Linked DNA regions of Cricetulus griseus: region 1 is linked to region 2. Evidence: chromatin contacts called from public Hi-C data. All regions are on one chromosome and are shown on one strand. Each heading gives the region's core, a stretch centred on a gene start, on an enhancer-like site or on the middle of the called end of the contact. The rest is flanking DNA. Distances are from core to core; before and after follow the strand shown.

Region 1 (6,458 bases), core at 839-3,338, 160 kb after region 2:
TTCCCTTGTGTTTGCGGGTATTTCCTGGTATTGTGGCCAAGGAGCAGGGAGGGCTGATCCTTTGGAAAGGATCCCACTGAATTTAAAGGCAAGCAGCTCGGAGGCTTGGAAAAATCTGAAATGCTCAGGTTAGCTACAGGATAACAACGTCGTGGCTGTGTGGCTTTGGGCAGTTCACTTGACCTCTCTGAACCTTGGTTTCCTAGGCTATGGAATAGAAAGAATGACAGCTGCTTGGCTCCCTCTATGGGTTTCTGAGTAAGGCTGGTAAACCTGGTGTGGAGAGCCCATGTGGCAATTGCTGCTCTACTTCCTTAGTCATAGCTGCCAATGGATGCTAGGCCTCTGTCACTGGACTCCAAGTCACCTTCCTGCAGTAAGGTTTCTCATTTCAGATTACTGACAGCAACCATGTCCATGTGTAGAAGTCACGGGAAGAAGGAATCGAGTCCCACTTGGGATGCGGTTTGGGAAATATGTGAGAGGTGAGTGCTCCCCTGTCCTTCCCTCGCCTGTCCCATCTGGGAGAGCAAGGAGGAAGTGACTGGGAGCAGGTGGTGGCAGAAAAACATCACTGAAGGAAGAACCTGCGTGACACTGACTGACATGTGTCTCAGTGTCAGCTCTATACAGGCTGTGACAGGAGGTGGGGCAGGAGAAACCTGGCCAGTGGCCAGTCTAGCCATCCTCTCACCGTCAGGACTGCTCTCTGCTTTGGTCTGGGGGTGGACTCTGGCCTCCTGATTCAAACTCTCCTGCTTGTCCTTGGAGGGGCGGGCTGTGAAGGAGAAAGGAAGACATCTTATCTGGGACCTCAGTGTCCAGTCAGGACTCTGCATTGCCCAGCGGTGACAAGTCAGGGAAGGCTGGCCTAGGCCTGTGGTGTCTGGGTCTGAGCTCTCAGGGCCTACCCCTGGTGCCCACCATCACTACCTGGCTATGACCTAAGGCAGATTGCTCCTCCTGTTTCCTCTCTCATAAACATATGGCTGGATTGGGGACCAGCCTGCAAGAAGCATTTCCCTCATGACCTCAAGTGATAGCTCATTGGAGGCATCTGACCCAAACTTGGTAGGACAGTCCCTGCCAGGATCAACGATGTCCTTGATAGTCAGGGAGTGGAGAAATGATGGCAGAGAGTCCAGTTTTGCCACTCTAGGACTAGATGATCCATTAGGTCCCTTGCAGCTCACTTGTCACAGGTCTCCTAGAAGCCAGGACAACACATTCTGCGTGGGCTGCTCTAGGGGGCTGCTGCCTAGGAGCCTTCCTCTGCAGAAGGGGGAAGGAATCAAGCTTCGGCTTTACCCTTTTGATCCCAGACACCAAGATTCCAAGTGGGTGTCACATTTTATTGGGACAGATTTTACTGGAGACCGCTAGAGTAGCAGGCAACAGAATAGCTGCCCCAATTTCCACGAGAGAAAAATAACAGGGAGGCCACCTCTCTGCCTATATTGACTGTGCCAGGAGATGTGCAAAGGACTTCACATTAATAACTTTGACATAGAGAAGAAAAAGGGGTGGGCTGAGAAGCAGGAGCTTAAGTGGCCCCCCTGTCAGCTGTGTGGCATGAGGGATGGGTAGGGAAGGCAGGACAATGGTGCAAACGGGCATGTGAAGTAAAGGCCACATGGTTTCTGTCGTAAATGCAGGCTTGCTCTCTCCATGAACATCGGGTTGCTTGGGAAGCCAGTGTGTTGTCTGCAAATGGCAACACCATGAGACACCCAGAGAGAGCACTGACTTGAGGATCCAGGAGACAAGAGTGCTTGACTGGTGCAGTGCTTCCCTACACCATCAGGCACATGTTGGAGCCTGAGGGCCTGGGAGTGAATCTTAGCTTGACCAGGTGCACTGTAACGATGGCCCAGCTGGCTGATTTCTTAGCCTCTGCATCTCTCAGTCACTTCACCTGTAAAGCCTTCCAGAGTTGTAGTGGATGGTGGAAGGATTTATGCAGGACTGTATTTAAAACAGCCCCTAGATGTCACTGTGTTACTTTTTGGTTGTAATGATGATAGTGATATGACTGCAGTTGGGGCCAGCAGCTTTCCACCCAGGAAAACAGTTCTGCGGTGAAAATGCCCAGCATTCCAGAGGGTTTGAGTTGGAAGAGTCCCTGGAGATCATCTAATGGGGCGGCGGTGCAGACAGACTGCACGGATGCTAAGAAAGTACAGTCTGGAAAGTTAGTTGGAATAAAGACAATGCCTGGATCCCGGATAGGCAGCAAATAGAAAAACAGTTCTGGCATTTCCTCCTTGCTACCTGTGCTCTAAACCCTCAGAGTCATTCTGCTGCTGCTGCCTTGGCAGTAAATGCCATTTGCAGAGTCACTGCTATGGCCCCTCTGGTCCTTCAAGTTATCGGGGCACCCAGCTGATTTTTTCTGGAGTTTTTAGGACTTCAGAACAACCCTGCCTCCTCAACCAAATGCCTAGGGCCCTCTAGGCACTAATCATGAGCTGTAACATCCTGATGAACAGACAGTCACCACCATCAAAGAAGGACATCCTGAGATCCCCATCCTGGCTCTGGCACATCAGCTGACTGCTGACTGGAGGAACTCACAACCTTCATCACTTGCCCCAGCCCCTCATTTCCCAGGTTATTGCTGCTCGATCTCTCTGTCTCTCTGTCTCTGTCTCTCTCTGTCTCTCTCTGTCTCTCTCTGCCTCTCTCTCTCTCTCTCTCTCTCTCTCTCTCTCTCTCTCTCTCTCTCTCTCACACACACACACACACACACACACACACACACACACACACCTGACTGGGAGCACAAGAGAAGCATGGGAGCAGGGGGAGGAAAACACCACCCTGGGGAGGTGAGAGTTCAGAGGACAGGGAACATCTGTGGAGAGAGCTGAGTCTGGGAAACTCCACCTGGAAAGGGTGGAAACATCTGGATGGCCATCTGGAAGCTGTCAGGGAAATGTGGCTTGGGAACAAAGGCCTGAGAGGACCTAGCCCCTCCCGGGTGGAGGTGTTGGCAAATGCTCAGACCCCAGCTCTGAGCAGCATTGCATCCCAGGACACTTCTGCAGTTATTCATCTCAAGGGGGGGTCCTGGCTTGCCACACCCACAGTCCATATACCACGTCTCCCCTGTCATTGTTCCCTCGAGTGCCCTCTCCCCACCCAGCATGGCTGGATCATCTCCTTAGTGCCAATCTCCTGTGACCTCAGCCTGGCCTCAACACCACATAATCCTGTTAAGACAAGTAGGCCAGCTGGCAGCTGATGCTCACAAAGGTGCCCGGGTCTGGGAGCCCCACAGTTCATTCAGGAGAAGTTCTTTGTTTTCAGGGCTCGGCTAGAGTCTATGGTTCTACTGGGAATGGCTTGGCATGACTTAAAGTCCTTTTGGAAGCCAGGCCAGGTCCATCCCAGACTTCAGACCTGAGACTGCCCAAGTCTGCTCACTCCTCAGAGGTGCTGTTCATGTGGGGTGTCTTTGTTGCCAAGGCTCATCTTGAAGAATTTCTTTCTTTCTTTTTAATTTTGTTTGTGTTGGTATTTTGCCTGCACAGATGCCTGTGTGAGGGTGTCAGATCCTCTGGAACTAGAGTTACAGACAGCTGTGAGCTGCCATGTGGGTACTGGAAATTGAACCCAGGTCCTCTGGAAGACCAGCCAGCACTCCTAACCACTGAGCAATCTCTCCAGATCCCACCTTGAAGAATTTCTAAGGAAGGTCTTACTGCCTTGTCCTTGACACTGCTTTTCCCAGTACAGCATACTTTTAAACACACAGCCCCCCTATTGTGTCTCAAGGGGAAAGTCTGAGATCCTAAAAGGTGCCCCTTCACCAGAAAGGCCAGTCAGCGGTCTCCTGGGGCTCATTATTTTGTGCCATATTCAGCCTCTCTTGCCTAACTGCCTGCCATGGCTTTGCCCAAAACTAGCGTTTTCCTAGTGGGCTTTCTTCATGGGCTTAGTTCTCTACCAGTGACCAAGTCCAAAGGCAGCAGGAGAGTTCCTGAGAGGCAGGCAGTAGGGTGTAAGAGGTATGTGGGGTAGTGCTCTGGGGAAGTGAGAAGACAGACCGGAGTTGATAAGGTGGACAATGGGACTCTCTGGTCAAGTTCGACTTCAGCACCTTAAACACTGCATTCTGCTCCCCAAAAGTGGCTGTGACATCTCCTAGGGTGTCCTTTAGGACTCGTGGCTGGAAGGAGGGCCAAGCTTCCTAGGACTCCAGAGCTGAATCCAAAGCAAAGAGAAATGTCACAGGGCTGTGGAGGATGTGTCCCCTGAAGCATCCCTGGCCAGTCAACCTGTGGGACATTGGATCTGCCCCAACACAGATCCAAATAGGCCATATAGCATTTGTGTCCTGACTGTGGATAAGGCCCTTCACTTTACAGACAGGGACACAGGGCAGGGAAACAATGGAATATTACTTGAGGACCCCAGTAACTATGTCTCACATGGCTCTCTCTTGGTGAGCCCAGGTCTTAGGTATTCCTTGTCTTCCAGACTGTCTAGCTTTCACTACCCACCCTCTCTTCTGATAACTCTGTCCTCCCAGCCCAGCCCACTGTCACTAGCGTTTGCAAATCCCAGCTTCTCTCCAGTAGCAGGAGGGGAGGCACACATGGGGCAGACCAGCAGGTCTGAGGAGGCCTTGCTTACCTTCCCCCAGGGGGTCCAGGCTGTGGAGCATGAGATGGTAGATGGTGCTGCGGATGATGCTGTTGTGTAGTGAGGCCGAGCTGCTCCCTCGGGTCAGCACAGACGGGAGCTGAGCAAGGGGAGAGCCGCACAGGCCTCAGTGGGGCCCTGCCCAGGTCAGGGGAGGAGCTGCAGGAGGGCTCGCCAACCTGCCTCCTTCCCACAGAGACCAGAGAGAGGGTGCCCCTTGCCCTGAGCCCCTGCTTCCTTCACCTCCAACTCTCTCTCATCCTCCCTTTTGGTCCTCCAGGACTAGCTCCTTCTGTACTGTACATGAGTCCCATAGCCTCCACAGAGAACAGGTCATATGGATCAGTAGTAACATGTTATGGGAAGGTTTGCACCTCACTGCAAGCAACCTTTCTAGAAACACACCCTTATCACACAGGCAGGCTACTGCGCCAGGCACAGCCCCTTACAGTCTGCACATTGTGCCTGGCCGTGTTCTGTCATTGTCCTATGCCCAGGGATAAGCAAAGTTGGAAGCCCCTTTGACAGGAAAGAAGGAAGAATGGGGGTGGGGGGTTAAGATCAAGTAGGGAGCTAGTGAAGCTAGCAGCCCAGGGCTACTGATTGTGAGCCCACTTTGACTTTACACTCTGGTGCTCAGAGACCTTCAGAGGTACCGAAGTACACACACCTGTACTGCACACAGATGTGACACATATTTGCTCAAAATGACACAAAGAAAATACCGTAAGATTACCACAGGAGTCTCCCTCTTTGCCCTCCCCACCCCGTCCGAGCTGAACTCTTCCGCCACCTAGTGGCTGTGGCCATTACAATAGACTTGGAGATTTTTCTTTGGATAGGGGAAGTTTCTGCCTCCCCAAGCCCCACCCACCCACCACCACCTGCCCTGACTTCTATCAAAGTTCCCCCATAACTCCTTTCATAAAGTGCCTTAGGCTAATCTTTCAGAAACCTTAGGCCCTGCCAGCTCAAGAGCTTTCCCCTGGTTCCTTACATCTGGGTATGCTAAAGCCACCAGTAATTGAACTTTTTTATCAATCAATGTTGGAACTGGAAAGTATGACTTGAGTTTCTCTAGTCCAAACTGCATCTTATAAACATAGAACCCTAGTTTATACAGGAGGCTCAGGAAAAAGTGAGCTGTGATGTTAAAGAGATAGTTCCCATGCTAGCTCTGTGTGGAATAAGAGGCCCTCACCACACAGCCTGCTCCTCCCTGGCTCACCTTGGTAGCTCCCAGGAGCCTCCCAGGTCTCTGGGTTGACTAGCATCAGGACTGTAGCACCCTGTGTGCAGACATATGCTGAGACCCTGAGGTGTCCCCACTCGAGCCAAGACTCCACAATATCCCTGTTCAAACTGGGACCCTGCAGTTTGTCTTCACTGGGTAAGCTTCATAAACCCACCTTGAGCTTCTTGTTATCCTGTGACTCATTTTCCTCAATGGCACCATCACTGGGCTGCAGAGGAGAGCAAAGATCAAGAGATGAATCACACATGTCATGGAGAGACCCTGCTTCTTTGGCCCTACCTGCCCCTCTCTCTGGGGAAGCTGCCGGTACAACCCAGAAACACCCTGGAGCTCATCTGTCTTCAGCAAATGTCTCAACATGCCTGCCACCCTTTGGCTCAGATGTGTCACCTGTCTGAAAAGGCATCCCAGGCTCCTGTTAGTCCTGCTTTGGCTCCTCACATATGCTTCAGGTCTCCATTTAAATGTCACCATCCTCTCTGTCTATTGTTTTCTGCCCTAGCATTTCCCCCAATTCCTTTGTGTGCCAACAGACATGGTAAAGAGGTGATACATT
Region 2 (6,470 bases), core at 3,017-5,516:
TCTGTGAGAGTTCGAAGCCAGCCTGGTCTACAGAGCAAGTTCCAGGACAGGCTCCAAAGCTACAGAGAAACCCTGTCTCAAAAATAAATAAATAAAAAGGGCATTGCTTTTATTAACACAACAAAGCTATTTTTATTACCTTAAACTATTTATTTGCTTGAGACAGTGGCTTTAAACTTGCTGTGTAGTCATGGATAGCTTTGAACCTCGGATCCTCCTAGTTCCATCTCTCTAGTGTGTGGATAGGTGTGTGCCACCACTTCCAGTTCCTGCGGTGGCAGGGGTGGGCCCCAGGACTTTATGCATGCTAGGTGAGCACTCTACCAACAGAGTTAGAGTCAACTCATTTTGCCATTACTCTTGATAGAAGTGTTGGTTTCTACCACGGTTTTGAACAATGTGTTTTAGTCGAATCCTGAAACAGAAACACTCTTTGTGATAGAAATTTGTATTATCTTGACTGGGATTGTTTAATGAGCATTGGAGGCTTGGAAGATGGTTCAGTGAATAAAAGCATTTGAATGCAAGTCTGAGGACATAAGTTCAAACCCCTAGCAACCATGTAAAAGGCTAAGTAAGGCTGCATACATTTCATACACTTGCAACCACAGTGCTGGCGGTGGGACAGAAAAAGGAGGCTCCAGGATGCTGGCTGGCTACCAGCCTAGCTCCAAGTTCACTGACAGACTATCTGATAGGAATAAAGCTGAGAGCAATAAAGCAAGACAAGACTTCCTCTGGCCTATGTGCACTCTGTAATGCACACACACACACACACACACACACACACACACACACACACACACACACCTATCATGATTGTCCATCAATTACATCTCAATAAGCTATGTTGAGTTTGTTTGGGTCCTTTAAAACTGAATGCCTTGGTCAAAAGGGGGAGCTGTTGTGCACCACAAGCCAGTAATGTGATTTTCCTACTTGGGTTTTCATTGTATGCCTGGACTGTTGTTCCTAAGCTGCTCTCAGATGACAGACTTTTTGTTTACAGGAACTAAAGAAGGCAATTAAATAATTATAGGCATGAAAATGGAGGCAAATGGATGTGCCAAGTTCTAGATTAACATCAGGGGCTTCAGAAATAATTCCAAGCACTTGCAAACAAGCAAGCACCGATTAGGCCACAGATAGGAAAAGGCAGCAGGATAGAACAGTGTTCACTGCCAAGAGAATGGGGCTTTTTGGAAGAAAGGCAGAGTAATGTTTTCGGTTTTGTGAACTGGTTGATGTCAGTGCAAGGGTAAACACCATTCAATAAACTGACTGCAGAGCCAAAGGGAGCAGGGTTGAAGTCTGAAGATATTCCTCCAGGCTGTGACAGAGTGAGGTTTGGCCTTGACCCACAAAGGGAAAACTGTCCCCTGTTAGCTCATCACGACAATTTGGGGCAATTGGGTTTTTGTTTGTTTGATTTTTCCTTTGGGTCTGTTTTCTTGCTTGCAAAATTAAATCCATAAGTTTGACGTGTCAGCTTTTTTAGGAATAAAAACAAAATATTGAAGTAAAAACAGAAAAGGTAACAGGATTCTTTCATTTGTGGTTCCTAGATTTCATATAGATGTCTAAAATCACATGTGGATAATTGATATCAAAGTAGAAGCTAAACTATCTAGGCCAGTGGTTCTCAATCTGTGGGTCTCGACCCCCTTGAAAGTCACATATCAGATATCCTGTACATCAGATATTTACATTATTATTCATAACACTAGCAAAATTACAGTTACGAAGAAGCAACAAAATAATTTTATGGTTGAGGGTCACCACAACATGAAGAACTGTATTAAAGAGTCGCGGCATCAGGAAGGTTGAGAGCCACTGCTCTACTGAATGAATAGAGTTTTTTTAGTGAAAGCCTGAGTGGTTGAAAACCACTGGTCTAGGGAAACAAAGGGAATTGACAGGAGCTTGGAGACGAGAGGAGGATATATGGGAGGTGTCTTAGTCAGGGTTTCTATTGCTGTGAAGAGACACCATGACCACGGCAACTCTTATAAAGGAAAACATTTAATTGGGACTGGCTCTCAGTTCAGAGGTTTAGTCCATTATCATCACGGTGTCAAGCAAGCAGACATGGTACTGGAGAGGGAGTTGAGAGCTCTACATCTTGATCCACAGGCAACAGGAAGTGAACTCTCACACTGGGTGTGGCTTAAGCATATAAGCTCTAAAGCATGCCTCCATAGCGACGCTTTTTTTCCAACAAGTGTTGTGGAATATTATTTTAACTGGGCAAAGATGTGTTATATTTGTTTATGCTGCAGAATATTATTTTAACTGTATGAGGGTGTTACATTTTTATGCTGCATTTGTTTGACAATGTAAGGATGTGTGTTTAATTATGTAAAGATGTGTTGCATTTGTTTCACCTTGCCTGCCTAAGACATCTGATTGGTCTAATAAAGAGCTGAATGGTCATAGCTAGGCAGAGAAAGGAAAGGCAGGGGTTGTGGGAAGAGAGAATAAATAGAAGGAGGAATCTAAGAAGAGAGAAGAAGGAAAGAGGAGAGAGAAGGAGAGAGAGAAGCCCAAGGCCAGAAGCCAGCCATCCAGACATGAGAAACAGTGAAAGTAAGATATATAGAAGGTAAGAAAAGTAAAAAGCCCTGAGGCAAAAGGTAGATAAAAAGAAACAGGTTAATTTAAGTTTAAAAAAGCTAGCCAGGAATGAGCCTAAGCTAGGCTGAGTATTAATAACTAATGAGTCTCCGTGTCATGATTTGGGAGCTTGTTGGTGGCCTCAAAGAAAAAGCCTGGTACAGACAAGGCCACACCTACTCCAACAGGGCATACCTCCTAATAGTAACACTCATGGGGCAAACATTCAAACATGTTGAGTCTATGGGGTCATACATGTTCAAACCACCACAAAGGGTATGTCCAACATACGACATATACCTGAATAAAAATGTCATTGTGGCGCTGGAGAGATTTCAGCAACTAAGAGCCCATGCTTACTCTTGCAGAGAACCTGAGTTCAGTTCCCAGCACCTATGTTGAATGACTCACAGTTGTCTGTAACTGCAGTTTTTGGAGACCTAATGTCCACTTCTGGCCTCTAAGAGTGCTCATATGCACATATAGATAAAAATAAATCTAATTTTTAAAATGTTCTTATGAAATAATACCATGTATAAGGAATATACACAATGGAAATCTAAAATAACAATAACTGAAAAATTTAAAGAAAAGGGATTTGTGAATGTGAGAATTTTAAGGCAAATGCAATAACCTAACCAAGCAGGTGGTCATCTAGGGTTCTCTGGTGTGTGGAAAGGTGCACAGCCCCAGGCTACTCCCTCTCGCAGACCTCTGTGGCTAGTTTTGACAATTGAGTGCACTAGTAAATGACTCCCGGGTCCAAGGCTCCATCCATCTCCCCCAACATACCACCCCCATGAAGTAGATCTTAGCTCCATCTTGGAGCTGTGTACAAAGAAGTTCATAGAAGTTAAGCATCTCCATGTTGCCAGAAAATAACACAAGAGATTTGGGATTTGAACCCAGAGCTCCAACATCAACATCAGACAGTTTCTCATTGGCCTGGAGCTCACTAATTAGGCTAGGCTAGCTGGCCAAATGAGCCTCAGGGACCCACCCATCTCTGCCTACCCCATGCTGAGATTACTTTCATGCACCACTGTGCCTGGAGTTTTTCACAGGGCTTCTGGAAACAGAATCCAGATTCTCAGGCTCTTTGAACTGTGCCACCTAACCGCACAGTACCCTCTACTATCTTTTCATGTGTCTAATACAGTAAGCACTACTCACATGTATCTATTTAAACTTGAATTAACTAGGATTCAAGAGAATATAAATGTCCTCGCTAGCTATATTTCAAGTGCTCAGTAACCAGATGTGGCTGCTGTGTCAGCATAATTGTCCTAAGACATTTCCATCATCTTGGAGGGTTCTAGTGGGCAGTGCTGCTGGCATGCGACTGAGTGCTGAGGTCAGCAAGATAGAGTCGGGCTGTAGAAGTCTTTTATTTCTCTCTGCTGTGTCCTTCCTTTATCTCTACCATCTCGTTCTGAATACTCTTTCCAGAGCCTTCGGCCTTCCACCTAAGTGCATGCCTGGGGCTGGGCTGCTGACTCTGTAAAGCACTCAGAATACCAGGCAGCCCCGGGATTTTGATGACAAAGACGGATGCTGGCACTGTGCCCAGACCCAGAAACAGCAGCTCGGAAGCAATGCACAGCGACGGCACCAGAGTGGGCAGCAGACACCCCTGCAAAGCTGCTGCTTGTCTACCAGATCTGCCAGATGCACTGAAGGGAGAGGAAGTCAGAAGGGAAGTGAAGGGACAGGAGCAGCAGGGCTAAGGACACCCCAAACCTGCTGACTCCATTCTCTTCCTCCAGCTATTCCAGGTACACACATACCCTCCACAACCAGGAAGGACAGACACTTCATTTGCCATTGAGCTTAGCAATCACTCAGGGCACCCACCAAACATGAACTGATGTGATCCTGGACTGAATTATATGTAGAAACTGAATCCCCCTGAAGATGCCAATTCTAGTGTAAGTTAGGTGTGTGGGCACATGCCTGCAATGCCAGAATTCAGGAGGTAGACAGAGGACCTCCAGGTCAAGGCTAGTCTGGGCTGTGTGACAAGATCCTGTCTCAAACAAAAGATCCTAGAACAAGTGCTGGAATCAGATATTGCTTTAAAAGAGAGAAAGAAAGAAAGAAAGAAAGAAAGAAAGAAAGAAAGAAAGAAAGAAAGAGTTGATATAGACATCTTTCCTTATCTGCCCCTGATGATGTCTCCTTTGTTGTTATCTCTGACTGGTCTGGGATATTTAGAAGTTCCCATGGAAATTCACAGTTATATTTTCAGGGTGGTTTGTCCCTATCAAAACTCACATTGTAAACATCCTGCCATGAGTGATTGTGGGTGAGTGGCCCAGCATAGCTTGTTACAGCTTCTGAAGCCCAGACTCTGATCCTAACAACGGCAGTGACGATGCTGAGGCCTAGTCACCAATGTGACAGTGTTGATAGATGATGGGCCATTCTGAGGTGATGGATGAAAGCCTTTCTCCCAGTATTGAATTCTTGGTCTTGTGGGACTGGGCTAGTGACAGCGAGAACAGTATGAAGTGTCTAGCTACCTTTGTCTCTGCCCTCTATTTCCCACACATGCACTGGATACTCTTACACACTTCTGCTTCCCGATGCCCCTGCCACCTGATCTACTGGGTTATGATACAGAAGGAGGCCCTTACCAGATGCAACAACCCAATCTTGGACTTTCTTGTCTCAAAACGATGAGCTAAATCAATCCATTTGCTTTATAAATGGCACAGTCTCTGGCATTCTGTTATAGCAATGGAAAATGAACTAAAACACTCATTCTCCCTAGAAGTGCTTTGTTTTCACACAAAGTGTTATTTGGAGACATATGGAGCTTCAGCTGTTATTTCTGATATGTAGACAGAAAACTATCCACCTTGCTTAACAATTGGACCTGCATTACTTTTCTGACCAAACCTGCTCAGCTCTTTGTATAATTTAGGCAGAATATCTTCAGAACCTCACAAGAGACTCTTTAAGTAATCTGGGGGTGCTTATTTGTAAGCTACCATTTTGCTCACGTGAGTTTGATTTTTTTAAATATTGCCTTTGGATCCCCTGTCTTCGGTTTAAATTGTTTGGAGTTTCTTCAATTTGTCCTTCCCAGGGAGAGACTGTGGCTTTGCTCCAAACTACACTCTACATCTTCCTCTAAGTTTCCTGGTTTGTTTTGGTTCCTATAACTGGAGCTGTCACTCTCCAGACTGCTGAGCATGCAGCCTGCTGGAAAGAAAACAGAACCAGGCTCCTGCAGCTGCAGCTCCGGTCACAGGGCTGAGGAGCTGAGAAACCCCTGGGAGGAGCAGCAGGATAAAAAATGAAGGGCCACCCTGGGGCTCCCAGTTCCACCCTAGAGGGACACAAAGGGCACTGGAAAGCCATGCTTACAGTTTCTCAGGGACCTGACATTCTGCTCTGTTGTCCCAGTGACTCACATGATTTTCCAGGCCTTCAAACTGGGTCAACAGCTTTGTTTGTCCCTACGATCCCCTGGGAGGTAACTCTGGGAAAAGTGGTTGAATGGGGAGGTTTGGCCAGTTGGTTCTTTTGACTGGCTTCTGGCCTCAGCAATTATTACTGGTATTCAGGCCAGGAGTAGGGAGAACTAAGTACTGCATCTGGTTAAATCAACAAATGTGTGTTCCTAACTAAGTGTCAGCATGCTGCTACATGGTGGCTCTCCACATAGAACCAGAGAACTAGAGAACTTGGGAAAGCCCTAAAAATAAGATGTCCACTCTTTGCAGGTAAGAAAGATGGCAAGATGGATGGGGTCAGGTGGCATGCCTGTAAAGTGCTCAATTCTCAAGCATAAGGATTTATGTTCAGACCCTCCAAAACCCACATTTAAAAGCTGGACATGGCAGACACAC

Evidence for each region. Hi-C and Micro-C count contacts between places; a contact is called where the count stands out from the background.
Region 1: a Hi-C map of liver shows a contact between it and region 2, with 3 times the contacts expected there. The contact joins two enhancer-like sites. A contact is called at or near these places in 5 of 8 Hi-C or Micro-C datasets (the CHL-YN cell line, the CHO-K1 cell line, fibroblasts and 1 more).

What each region holds. Positions count from the first base shown.
Region 1 is chr4:176,539,018-176,545,475 of CriGri-PICRH-1.0, forward strand. Slc24a1 (sodium/potassium/calcium exchanger 1) reads right to left here. Exons shown (of 9, transcript XM_027411360.2): 2 at 6,057-6,110; 3 at 4,639-4,747; 4 at 695-778. Among named protein-coding and RNA genes, the nearest start is that of Slc24a1, 16 kb to the right of the region's middle. Within about 2 kb of position 2,089, at least 2 of the 6 cell types and tissues checked have open chromatin away from gene starts, as enhancers often do.
Region 2 is chr4:176,379,350-176,385,819 of CriGri-PICRH-1.0, forward strand. No RefSeq gene overlaps it. Among named protein-coding and RNA genes, the nearest start is that of Trnaq-cug, 27 kb to the left of the region's middle. Within about 2 kb of position 4,267, at least 1 of the 6 cell types and tissues checked has open chromatin away from gene starts, as enhancers often do.